3 separate regions of the Sus scrofa genome follow, and all the other regions are linked to region 1. Evidence: chromatin contacts called from public Hi-C and promoter capture Hi-C data. All regions are on one chromosome and are shown on one strand. Each heading gives the region's core, a stretch centred on a gene start, on an enhancer-like site or on the middle of the called end of the contact. The rest is flanking DNA. Distances are from core to core; before and after follow the strand shown. Region 1 overlaps LOC102166141 (a long non-coding RNA gene). Region 2 overlaps ARHGAP21 (rho GTPase-activating protein 21). Region 3 holds the start of LOC110255603 (basic salivary proline-rich protein 2-like).

Region 1 (4,079 bases), core at 619-3,118:
GCTTCCATTATCTCAGGAGGGCATGTAAGGACACGATTCTTGGCTTCTGGACCTTGCAGGAGAATCCGCCTGTTCACCTCGCGCTAACATCCACTAGGGGGAGGCAGGGTCCTTCTGCAGATTTCTACTGGGAAGAACTTGCCCAACAGCAGTCATCTGAAGTACTAAGTACATCTACTAAGTACTAAGTACATCTACTGAGTACTCAGGAACAATGGAAGCTGGGAGGGGATGAAGCTGTCACTTCTGCCTCAGCCACACCTCTCTTTGAGGAACTCTTAATTCATGGGTTTAGCTCTTCCTTTAGCAGCCTGTCATCGAGGGTTTATACAGTGTGTGTCTCAAGTCAGACAATGGGAAGAGTGGACATGAACACACACGAGGGGCCAGCCTTACTTCCGTTTTGGAATGATAGGTGGAAAGTGGAAGATAGGAAGCCTGTGATCTCCATTTACTAGTTGAAGACTGGTCAGCTTTCTCACCCCTCTTTCCTCCTACCTCGGTGATCACCTAGCAGTTGCTTCATCCATCTCTGACCTCAGCCACACACAAAGGTAGTTCACCTTTTTAGCAGGCAAGTGAAGCAAAAGTCTTTTTCCTTCAAAATTATAACTCCTCCTGTAACCGATTTCTGCAGTTTTGTGTTAAAGAGACATTTCTTGGGAGTCTTCAAATGTCCCCTATTAAAACGCCACAGATGTATGAGGGGAAAGTATGTTATAGTATTATTTACAGTAGCAAAATCATAAGGAGACTAGTTGCCCCATACCGAGGGAATAGAAGAATGAACAATGATGAAGCCACAGGATGTGATATGATGACAACTTTAAAATCATGCTTTAGGAGGCCCCAGGTGGCTCAGTGGGTTAAGGATCCCAGCATTGTCACTGCTGTGGCACAGGTGATTCCTGGCTCAGGAACTCTTCCTCTTGCTATAGCTGCAGGAAAAAAAAAAAAAAAAAAAATTAAACCATGCTTTAATAATTATTTTATTTTTATTTTTGGCTGCCTCAAGGCATATGGACTTCCCGGGCCAGGAATCAGATCCAAGCCACAGCTGCAATCTATACTGCAGCTATGGCAACGCTGGATTCTTCAATCCACCGTGCCAGACCAAGGACCAAACCTGCATCCTGGCGCTGCAGAGACACTGCCAATCCTGTTGCACAGTGGGAACTCCAGTAATAATTTTAATGACATAAGAAATGATTGCCAAATAGTGTTAAGTGGAGATCTGATATTAAAAAGTGATCTCAATTTTTTTTTTCTTTTTATGGCCACACCTACAGCATATGGAAGTTCCTGGGCTAAGGGTCGAATCGGAGTCACAACTGCCATGGCAATACCAGATCCTTAACCCACTAAGCGAGGCCAGGCATCCTCACAAATACTGGGTCAGGTTCTTAACCCACTGAGCCACAGCAGGAGCTACATTATCTCAATTTTTTAATTTAAAAAAAAAAAAAAGCAGAGGCATCAAAATTCTGAGATCCGTATCTCTGAAAGGTAGAGTTACAGAGGAACTTATATTTCATCTAATTTCTTGTATTTTCAAAAAAAAAAATCCTGTTAACGTGAATATGTATTAATTTTATAATCACAGTTTATTTGTATCTATCACTATTCCCAAGAAAAGTGATAGTTTGCCTTTTGTAATTATCCCAAAAAGGGGGGGAGGTTTAAACAGTTAACCAAGAGCAAGAAATGGTTGGCAGGAGAAGGCAGGGGCAGGCATGCAGGGAGGGGTGGGGAGAGAGTCGGGGGATGAGAAGGAAAAATTGAGAAACAATCTTTTTCCTACCACCACGGTGGTAGTAGGACATTAAGGCCTCATTCCACCTGCCTCCCTGGGAGGAGGGCAGTGCTGGGCCCAGCCAATCACTGTTCTCCTGGGTCAGAAGTCAGGAAAAAAGAATGACATTATTGAAGATCTTGCCTAGAGAAAACAAGGCCTTCAATTAGAGACAGATTAATACATGGACTTTGAGATCTTTGTTTTGATGGTTCTGCAAGGTAAAGAGAACCGGAAAAATTAGTTACCATTTCAAGTTTTATTTTGACTCTGCTCAGCTCAATTCGCATTGATTGTAAATGGCCCAAATAATGTTTAATAAGCTCTAAATGGCTTTCTGTCCTTCACAGAACTCATTTGGTCATTTACAGGTGTCTGTGATGGGGCGTGTTTGATATATAGAAAGACATTTGTATTGTGTACCATGAAGTGAATATGTTTAGCAGGGAAGAAAAGGAACATTACCTGGTAAAGTGATGTCAGCAGGAAATTTCTACCTGGATGAGGGCGCATTTCAAGCATTTATTACTATTTGAAAGAAAGCTTAGAGGTATCTCTTCCAGATAGATACAGGAAGTCCTTCTTTGAGCTAATTTCCTTCCAAGATTTTTGCTAGGCTAACAGGCAATCCAGAGAGGCAGTGTCTTGAAGGAAAATGATCTGGAGAGAAAGAGGCAAGAAAACGAGAATGGCTGATTAGGACCATCAGTAAACAGGTGAAGGAGTACCTGGGATTTATCTAGTGAACTATGCGAATCTCAACAACAAGTGTGCCAGCTGCTTGAACAGTATCTTACCTGGAGAAGGGCTCCATGGAATGAGAAAAGGTTGTCAGGGTCTGAAAGTGAATGGGGAAGGGAAGGTAGGTGACGAAAATATGCAGACTAAATAATGGCTTTACCAATGGAAAGATTTGTGAAGCTAAAAAGATCAATCCAAGATTATAAGTAATGAGCAAAAAAACATAGAAAGTTGTAGAAGACAAAGAGTTCCGCCCAAAGCGCCTGAAAGCCCAGCTACTTGGTAAGAACTTGGCGCCCTCCAGTGATGAATCCGAAATCCCATTCCCTGTTGTCCTCACCCTGCCTTCAAGCCATGGCCCCCAGTGGGGACAGCGGAACCATGAGAGCCATTGCATTGGCCACGTGGACTCATCTCTAGACTTTGCACTTGTAAATGGTTCCTCTGTTGCTCTCCAACTTTCTTATCTCTTTGTGGTGGATCTTATTGATCTGCCTGGACTCATAATTGTAAATGATTAACTGGCGGAAACTGAATGCCTAATCCTTTTGGCAGTTTCCCCAAACAGATACTTTCCCTCAACAGCCAATATTGTGCCCGTTTATCAGAGAAGCTTTTCTTTCAGATTGTAAGATTGGTCCCTTTGGAAAGTGCCTTTTTATTTTATGTATTCATTTCTTCAGCTCAAAGAATTGCTGTGCTGTGGTTGCTTCAGGGTCCCACGTAAGAGCCAAGTCATAGTGCCTCAATGCGGTTATCACAGGCTCCTTTGGAGGCTGATGGAGGAACCAGTGTGCAGCGAGGGTGTTTTCCCTGAGGGAAGAAAACAGCATTTTAGACACCCTGAGAGGAAAAAAGACCTTTGTATGCCTGGCAGCCCTGGGGAATTAGGGCTGTGGTGATTTTACACCAAATAGGGGCTATGTGGTGGATTGTCGAGAAGGGATCTCAACAATTTTGTAAATGTATGACAAGAATCAGGGACCCAAATAGATAATATTAAGCCATTTCCTCTCTCAATAATTAGATGGCAGAAACAGCTGCTTCCCAGCAGATCCTTGATGGCAGCAAATGTCCATGATCTCACAATTTCACTGTTACAATGGTCTGCTCCCCCCCCCACCCCAGATGAAAAGGAAGAAACCAGAATTCATTTCAGACAGCAGCAGAAATAACCTAAATAAGCTCAGAGAGAAAATGTCTTTAAATGAAGGCTTAAAAAGCATGGAATTTTTTGAAGAAGAGGTAAGGAATATGTCATAGAAAAACTCAACATAGCCCAATTGTCTTAGCTCACTTTTCCTAGAAGCAAAGCCTAAAAGGGGGATTCTTGCTTCTGTGACTTCCTGGCGTGTGCTCTCAGGACAGGGGAATAAGAGAAAAGAGTGGGTCTGGAGGTCCTGGGGGAAAGGCTAAGCAAGAACATAGTCGTAGATGGAGACCAGCTTCAGTATGGCTCCCAGCGGGACACCCTAGAGCACAAATTGCACCTAAATTAGGCGCCACCTTTAGGTGAGGAGGCTGGCCTGTGCCTGCCCACCATCTG
Region 2 (4,079 bases), core at 514-3,013, 360 kb after region 1:
CTAGCCATCACTCTGGAAGTGAGTGCATTTTAAGTGGAAATTTAGGAACACCTAGATTTTAAAAGTTAGAATGCATTTTTTTTCCTTAGTGCTTCTCCCTTACCAAAGGGAAAAATGGACTCAATAATCTGCCAGAACAGTTGTCTTAAATTGGATTCTACTTAATACTCATGTAGGATGTATTTATCTTATGATACATATGGATTTTTGATGTTGGGCAGTGTGTCTCTGTTGGGCTCTGAAGTTAGTTTTATATGCCATCAATATAACCCTTCCCCCAAATTAGAAGCCCATTTTCAACTATGAAAGAACAGCTATGAAATTTTTTAGGCAAACAGAAGACAAAGGGAAAAATGTGGCTTCTAAATGCTTGCCACCTGTCTTTGTCATCTTAACATTTTAAACCCCCCCCCTTCCTCCTCTTGTCTTTCTAGGATGTAAATGATTAGAAATGGTCAAGGCCCTTCTAGCTCCTTTTCTTTTTTCTTTCCCCAGAGGTAGCGGTTAGCCTGAAATTTGGGGTTTATTACTCCCTCTGTTTTTTTGCCTTACTAGATCCTCAATCCCAAAGCTCAATAAATTGTTCTCCATGTCCTGGTGGTTTTTTTTTGGTTTTGTTTTTTTGTCTTTTTAGGGCCACTCCCATGGCATACAGAGGTTCCCAGGCTAGGGGTCAAATCAGAGCTGTAGCTGCTGGCCTCCACCACAGCCAAAGCAACGCCGGTTCCTTAACCCACTGAGTGAGACCAGGGATCGAACCCCAGTCCTCGTGGATGCTAGTCGGGTGGTCTAACCGCTGAGCCATGACAGGAACTCCTCAACAGCCTTTTCTAATGTAGAGATAGGGGGGTTTTTTGTTTTTGTTTTACAACAAAGAAATCAATAAAAAGGAATGCTTAAAAAATACTGTCATTAAAAACAAAAGATTTGGTTCCATTAAGAAAACTGTCCAATAGCACCTATGATAACTCAGAGAGAGTAGGAAAAACTTTTTAAAAATCTCAGAGTTCCTGCTGTCACACAGCCAGTTAAGGATCTGGCATTGTCTCTGCAGTGGCTCAGTTGCTGCTGAGGTGAGGGGTCAGTCCCCGGCCTGGGAACTTCCTTCCATATGCTTTGTGCGTGGCCAAAAAAAATCCAAAACAAACAAACAAAAAACTCAGTCTCAGTAACAGCCATTATTTTCTTCAGCTTTGCTTTTGGCTAAAGTATAAGGTGGTATTTCTTTGTTTAAAATATACATGTATTTGCTTTCTAGGGCTGCACCTGCAGCATATGGAAGTCCCAGGCTGGGGTCTGAATTGGAGCTGCAGCTGCTGGCCTACACCACAGCCACAGCAATCCTGGATCCGAACTACATCGTGACCTACACCACAGCTTTCAATGGTGCAGGATCCTTAACCCACTGAGAGAGGCCAGGATTTGAATCCACATCATCATGGATACTAGTCAGGTTCTTAACCTGCTGAGCCACAACAGGAACTCCTAATTTTTTTTTAACTCTGTTAAGATATATGTTTCTTTGGTCCCTAGGATAGGATTCTCTGATCTCTACTTTTTGTTTTTATCTGTACCTTCCTTACAGGTCTTTTTAGGTAACTGGTTATAGTTGAGACTATTTTGCTTCTGAAAGTAATCTATTTGCTTTTGTCTGCTTGCTTTGTACACTTAGCATTTCAAATTTTGAAACAATTTAAACATTGCAGGTGATTTCGAGTTTTGGATTCCCCAAAGAAGAGAGTTATTGGAGCACTCTGGCTTTTGGACACTGGTCTCTTTGAAGACAAATGTGTACTTTGTGTCAGAGTTACTGGGAGTTTTTAAGTACAGTCTCTCTTGCTTTTTAAAAAAACTTTTTTTTGGGGGCGGGGGCATGCCTGCAGCATGCAGAAATTCTCAAGCCAGGAATTGAACCTGCCATAGCAGTGACCTGAGCCACAGCCGAGACAGTGCCAGATCCTTAACCACTGAGCCACTGGAGACCTCCCTCTCTTACTTTTCTACTTTTTTTTTCTTCAGTGTTCTTTGACCTTTGGTTTCTACTGTTCAACTTCCCTCCTAATATGATAGTCAAGTTGGTATAGTTTCTCTTTGGGCCAGTATTTATTTATTTATTTATTTATTTATTTATTGTCTTTTTGCTATTTCTTTGGGCCACTCCTGCGGCATATGGAGGTTCCCAGGCTAGGGGTCCAATCGGAGCTGTAGCTGCCAGCCTACGCCAGAGCCACAGCAATGCGGGATCCGAGCCGCGTCTTCAACCTACACCACAGCTCACGGCAACACTGGATCGTTAACCCACTGAGCAAGGGCAGGGATCGAACCCGCAACCTCATGGTTCCTAGTCGGATTCGTTAACCACTGCGCCATGACGGGAACTCCTGGGCCAGTATTTATTGAATGAAGCCCTGGCAGTGTGACAAGCTCCGTGTCCCCTGGCCTCATTCAACCCTGATCTCTACATAAACCTAAGTTTTAGCATCAGACTAGCATGGTAGTGACATTCATTAAATACCTGCTAGCATTAGGTATTGTAGAAGTATTTAAATGGATTCTCTCTTATAATCCTCACAACAAAAATAAATTATTATCATCCTCACTTTCCGGATGAGTTAACTGGGCACAAATAAATCATTTGCCTAAAATCCCTTGGCAGTGGAGTTGCCAGATAAAATACAGGATCCCCAGTAAATTTGAATTTCTGATAGACCATATTTTTGCAAAATCCAGGAATCCTACGTGAAAAATAAATGGTAGAGCTGGGATTTTAAACCATGTAATTTGGTCATCGGGCTCAGTCTGTTAACTACTGCATCATAGTGTGTATGGAGAATAAAAATTGCATCTACCTGGTGTTCCTCCGGTATCTGGATGGCAGCTGCCATCTATATGTTGTTATTACTTTTAGTTGAAAGCATTTTTCCTGATTATATTTACTGTAATGTAAAGGTGTGTGCATTCTTACTAATTTCAAAGTGTGGCATTCAGGATTCCTTGGTGGCACAGAGGGCTAAGGATCCAGTGTGGTCACTGCTGTGGCCTGGATTCAATCCCTGGCCTGGCGCAGTGGGTTAAAAGGATCCAGAGTTGCTGCAGCTTTGGCATAGGTTGCAGCCGCGGCACAGATTCAATCCCTGGACCAGGAACTTAAATATTCCGAAAATGTGGCCAAAAACAAAGTGCGACATTGAGCTTCAAGTAAATTCATAAATACTTTTTATACCTTCTTCAGTCTTGACTAATTGTATATTAAATAGCATAAAGTGGGACTTTTTGGTACCTTGTCGTTTTAGCCATTCTCACTCATGTAAGGTCGTTCTTTTTATTTCCCCTTCTTAAATACAGAAATATTTAATTATGTGTGTGCTAAAAAGTCACATTTCCCTTTGATAAAGTCAAGGAAATGACCCTTGAATAAGGTATTTAGCAGTTCTCTGAACATGTCCTATGTATTCTCACAAAAATGAGCAATTCTAAAATAGAATTGAAAGAGGTTTTATTACTAAGAATTACCAGGGAAGTTATCTGGCTCTGCCAAATGTCCTACAGGAAAGTAAGGAATGCTTTTTCCTGATGAATTACCACAGTTCAGGAGCAGACTTCTGGTTTTGCTTATCTAGAAATGACTTTAAAAAACTAAAGACATAAGAGATTGCATAACACGTGCTTCATTTTCTTTTTCAGCTGCACTCACAGCGTATGCAAATTCCCAGTCCAGGGGTTGAATCCAAGCCACAGCTGCAACCTGAGCCGCTGCAGAGACAGTGCCAGATCCTTAACCCACTGTGCCTGGCCAGGGATAGAACCCACGCCGCCACAGAGATAGATGTCAGATCCTTAACCTGCTGCACCAGAGCAGGAACTCCAGAATAACACACAGTCCCAGCAGACAGCTTATGTTAAAAAGACACTCTTAAAAGTAATGAGCAGTGTGTTTAACACAAGACTCAGAGTCAGGGAATATTAAAATTGAAAGGAATTTTTTTTTTTTTTAGTTAAACATGCCGTAATTAAGGGATATTGTCCAGAAGGAATTAGATAACATCTTGATAGTAGTAATAGCAAGTCAGAATTCTGGA
Region 3 (4,079 bases), core at 809-3,308, 280 kb after region 1:
AGAAAATGAGGAGGGGTGTGTCTGGGAGGAGACGAGGATAAGGGTGAGGTGACAAACCGCGCCGCCTCGGCGGGGTCCTCCACTTCTGCCCCACGAGGACAGGAGCTGTGAGCCACCTCCCCGGAGGGGGGCGGGGTAGGAAGGGGAGACCGAGGGTGGGTGGGTTTTCCTACTGGGGCGGGGCAAAGGGTGGAGGGAAGCCTGAGTCAGCAGCCTCTGATTGGCTGGCGTCCTCTCGTCACGTTTTCTGATTGGGCCATTTGCAGCGGGAGATGTTGTGAGGGGCGGCGGGGCGGGGTGAACCGCCGGGGTCCCGGGCGCAGCCCCGCAATCAGGAGAGGAGGGGCGGCGGTTGTACTCCCGATCCGCGCCGCGGCGACCTGCGGTGTAGAGACGCGCCGCCACCTCTCTCCTCAGTTCTGCTAGCCGCGCGGAATTGTTCAACTGCCCTGAATATGTAAAAAGGGCAAGAGATTGAATGAACACCGCTTCGCTGCGAACCCCTTTCCCCGCAAACAAGAAGCTAATTTACAGTTGGGCGTGAAAGGACACTCCCTTATCTTCAAGTCCCACATCGCACCGCAGCTTCTCTCTTCTCCCGCTGCAGAAAGGGGCAAAAACTCACCCAGACGTGTCCCCCGCCGTCTGGGACCTGGGATCCCCCAATTCTGGGTATCTGGCTGTATGAAGGTCCCCCTCCCGGGCCCTGACGCGGAGCACCGAGCCTTCCGCAGCAGAAGCCCGGGTTCCTGGCCGCTCCCGCTCTGAGCTCGAGAGATTGGCGAAGGCGGGGAGGGTTTTGTGTGTCTGGCTTTGGGGGAGGTGTTGGGGGCGGCGAGGGCTTGTAGGTCCCGACACACATTGGGAGGGGGTTGGCGATCACCCCTCACCCCGCCCCAGGCTAATCCCCCTTCTCCAGCGTTGGTTCCCGGGACCATATTATTCAAGACAGAAAATATTCAGCCCCGGAGCCTCCCCTGGGGAGGGGAGGGGAAGGAGGTGGAGTGGGAGGAGGTGGATCCAGGGAGGAAGAAGCGAGAAATCCGCCCCCGGGAAACAGCTCGGCGCGGCAGCGGAGCGAGGCACTTCTGTCACTTGGTGATCGCGGGCGCCCGAGCGCGGCCCCGGCCCGGCCCGGCGAGGCGAGGGGAGAGTCCGGCGGCCGCCGCCCCGCCCCACGCCCTCCCGCGGCGGCCGAGAGCCCGGGGCCGGCCGGGGCAGGTCGCGGCGGTGCCTGGGAGCGGCCGGCCGGGGGCGGCGGCCTCGGAGCGCGACGGCGGCGGGCAGCGCCCGCTCGTCCTCCCGCTGGGTCCGGTGCGCGCCGGGCGTGCCGTCCGGGGACCGGCCGGCCGGGTGCGGATCTACTCGCCGCGCTTTCTCCGGTGCGTGTCTGCTTTATTTTCTGCTTCGGCCGACCCGGCGCAGCGCCGCCGGGCGGGTGGAAAGGGAGAGCCGGGCTCGCCGCGGGCTCCCTCCCTTCCCGCCACCCCGGGCCACCCCGCCCGGCGCTGGCGCGGGGCCGGAGGGAGCCGCGGCGGGCGCCCGGCGTGGGCGTAGGGGCCGCACCCGCGTGTGCGGAGCGGGGGAGGACGGCGGGAGGAGGGAAGGGCACAAAGGCCGGCGGCGGGCGCCGGGGTCCCGCCGGCCGGCCGTGGAGGAGGGGCGCCTCCCGTCCGCTCATGAATATTAACCGAGCCTGCGGCCTAGCGCGTCCCGGCCGGGCCCCATGCCCGGCCCGCGTCCCCGCCGCCAATCGCTGCCGCCCGCGGAAGCCGGGCCCGGCGGGGCGCGGCGGGTGAGCCCCCTCGCTCTTGGCCTTTCCCTCGGGTTCCCCCACTCGTTTTTGAAAGTACAAATTTGGGCCGCCCTTCCCGGGAGATCGAGATCCCCGACCCGCCTCTGGAAGGGGCGGGGGAAATAGTGGTAGGTGGGTGGTGGTTTTCTTTTTCCTATTTCCCCCCCCCCCCCCCAAGGTGGACACGGAAAAAGGGGAATATCGTGTCGGGGCGTTGATTGGGACGCGGCAACTAAATGAAAGTTGCTGGGGCTGCGGCTTCATTTCTATAGCTCCGGAATAATGCTCGGGAGAGGGAGTCCCTCCCGCCGCCGCAGCCGCGCACGCCTCCCCTCCCGGCCCCGCGCCGTCTCCGCCCAGCCTCGCCGCGGGCCAAGGAAAACAGCCGCCTCCTCGGGGACACCGGCCGGCTGGGGCGGAGGGCGGGCGCCCCGGGTCCCCCAGGCCGCCTCGAGACGCCGGCCGAGGCGCTGGCTAAGTCCGATCCTGGCTTTTTGTTTTTATTTGGGCCAGCTGGGGAGGCGGCGGGGAGCAAGGAGGGTTTTTGAAAAAGTATTATCCCATTTTAGTCTCGTGGGGAGCAAACTTCCCTTAAGTCTCCTCAGCTGGGTGATGCGGAAGAACAGAGACGCCTCTTCTGCCCAGAAAATAATGCTCATTAAAATGCACTTGAAAAGGGAATGTTTTGACGGCTTCACAACAGCCAGGCATGTTTGACGCAACCACCGTGCAGCTCTGATGTTACTCATTTTTTTCATGATTTATAGATTTTTTTCTTTTTCTTTTTTTTTTTGTCGTTGTTGTTGTATGGATAGATTCTTTTATACGGAGGTTCATCAGCGTGGACCGCATTATTTTTCCGAGTGTTGGAAAGGCGAACTTGGGCTAGACGTGGGCGAGTCTAAGGTCAGCGTCTGGAGAAAGTTCATGCCCTTTAACTTTTCCCTCCTCTAGGAAAGATCTCTTGGGCAGAGGCTTCGCGGCGCACTCAGATTGCTCTTGGAGTCGGGAGAAGCGCTAGGACGAAGGGGACCGCTTTCTGCAGCTGGCCTCACTAGCTGCTGAGGAGGAGACCTGTCGTCTTTGTTTTTTCCGTCTCGAGAAATGGACGAAGACGGGGAAATCGTTTGAAGTCCGAAGAAATCATCTTCAGGGCATTGCGGAGGGGCTTCATCAAAACCTTCATCCCCCGGCCCATTATTTGTCTCACTTAGCCCTGCACCTTCTGCGGAGCCTGGTGTGGAATTCTTACCTTTTGGGTGTGTGGTGGCATTTCGCCCCCAATGTGGACTCCCAAGGGTTGGCCCCTTCTTTGTGATTTGAAATGAAATGATGGCCACACGTCGGACTGGTCTGCCGGAGGGAGATGGTGACAAGCTCAAGGCCTGCGGGTCCCCCACCTGTGAGGTAAGCGCTTGAGGCAGGATCCCTGCCCGTCTGTGGTGGCCTGTGTCTGTGAGGTGTCCTGCCGGTGGCGGGGGTCAGCTGCCACACAGCCTAGGAAGAGGCTTTTGGGGCTTTGGGCTGGATGGTGGGAGGACCCCAGCTTGACCAGTAGAGAAGTGAAACGTTGCCCGTTTTTGTTTCTAGGAACTTCCAGTGATCCCCGCTCCCCCCTTCTCCCCCCCAAGGATATTTTTCCTTTCTTACTTTGAAATGCCTCCATCTTGGTCATCTCAGAGCATGGAATTCTCTCTTTTTAGGTGGTTGGGAATGCTGCAAGCTTCGGTTTTCCGAGTCCCCATCCTCCAGTATTTTTGGAGCTGGGCTGGTTAGGGAGTGGCTTTGTACATTTCGTAGGTGTAGCCAGGGTTTGCTCGGGGGCTGGAAGGCTGGTGGCTCCTGGACCACCTCCTCTTTGATACTGAGACACGGCTTGACTGATTGCTGTTGCTGTGGATTTCTACTTTGGGTAGAAAAACAAGTGTTTTCCCTTGGACAGTTTTTAGGCACACCCTTGGAAAACTGCTTAACGGAGCTGTAATTCCAACTCCCTTAAAAATCTTCCGGCTTTCCTGTTCTTTTATTTATGCCCTCTTTCACTGCTCCGAAGTCCTGCAGGTGTCAGCCGGGGCTGTCAGGTGGCTCACATTTAGCGTCGGCTGTCAGGTGGATTGCATTGCCTTCAGACCAGCGTCTTTGGAAGGGCCCGGTAGATTTTACCCCAAGCTTTCTGAAAATTTTTGAGTAAGGCAGGGCAGAAATAGAAAATCCATTGGTCTGTGGCACTCCTGTGTCTTGTTGCCTCTCACATCTTTTTTTCCTCCTTATATTTGGAGTTTAC

What was found. Promoter capture Hi-C pulls out the DNA fragments that hold promoters and counts their contacts. A called contact is a pair of places that touch in the nucleus more often than the background predicts.
Region 2: a contact with region 1 is called in a Hi-C map of liver, with 3 times the contacts expected there. The contact joins two enhancer-like sites. A contact is called at or near these places in 8 of 47 Hi-C or Micro-C datasets (embryonic fibroblasts, fibroblasts, heart right ventricle and 4 more) and 2 of 2 datasets of contacts at active chromatin or transcription factors (alveolar macrophages and skeletal muscle).
Region 3: a promoter capture Hi-C map of liver shows a contact between it and region 1, with 12 times the contacts expected there. The contact joins the promoter of LOC110255603 here to the enhancer-like site in region 1. A contact is called at or near these places in 2 of 5 promoter capture datasets (fetal liver and liver), 5 of 47 Hi-C or Micro-C datasets (embryonic fibroblasts, fibroblasts, liver and 1 more) and 2 of 2 datasets of contacts at active chromatin or transcription factors (alveolar macrophages and skeletal muscle).

Annotation. Positions count from the first base shown.
Region 1 is chr10:50,263,598-50,267,676 of Sscrofa11.1, forward strand. All of the region lies in intron 3 of LOC102166141 (a long non-coding RNA gene), which reads left to right. LOC102166227 (a long non-coding RNA gene) reads right to left here. Exons shown (of 4, transcript XR_002336361.1): 2 at 2,590-3,346; 3 at 2,258-2,452; 4 at 1-938. Among named protein-coding and RNA genes, the nearest start is that of THNSL1, 45 kb to the right of the region's middle. Within about 2 kb of position 1,869, at least 6 of the 83 cell types and tissues checked have an H3K27ac peak or open chromatin away from gene starts, as enhancers often do. A contact at or near this core is called in fetal liver and liver, where this site is marked.
Region 2 is chr10:50,619,363-50,623,441 of Sscrofa11.1, forward strand. The region is part of intron 4 of ARHGAP21 (rho GTPase-activating protein 21); the gene reads left to right. Among named protein-coding and RNA genes, the nearest start is that of ARHGAP21, 80 kb to the left of the region's middle. Within about 2 kb of position 1,764, at least 1 of the 83 cell types and tissues checked has an H3K27ac peak or open chromatin away from gene starts, as enhancers often do. A contact at or near this core is called in liver, where this site is marked.
Region 3 is chr10:50,538,923-50,543,001 of Sscrofa11.1, forward strand. It overlaps LOC110255603 (basic salivary proline-rich protein 2-like), which reads right to left and starts at 2,059. Exons shown (of 2, transcript XM_021064283.1): 1 at 626-2,059; 2 at 1-449. The coding sequence starts at 2,059. The coding sequence ends at 944. ARHGAP21 (rho GTPase-activating protein 21) reads left to right here and starts at 2,660. Exons shown (of 26, transcript XM_021064916.1): 1 at 2,660-3,202. The coding sequence starts at 3,125.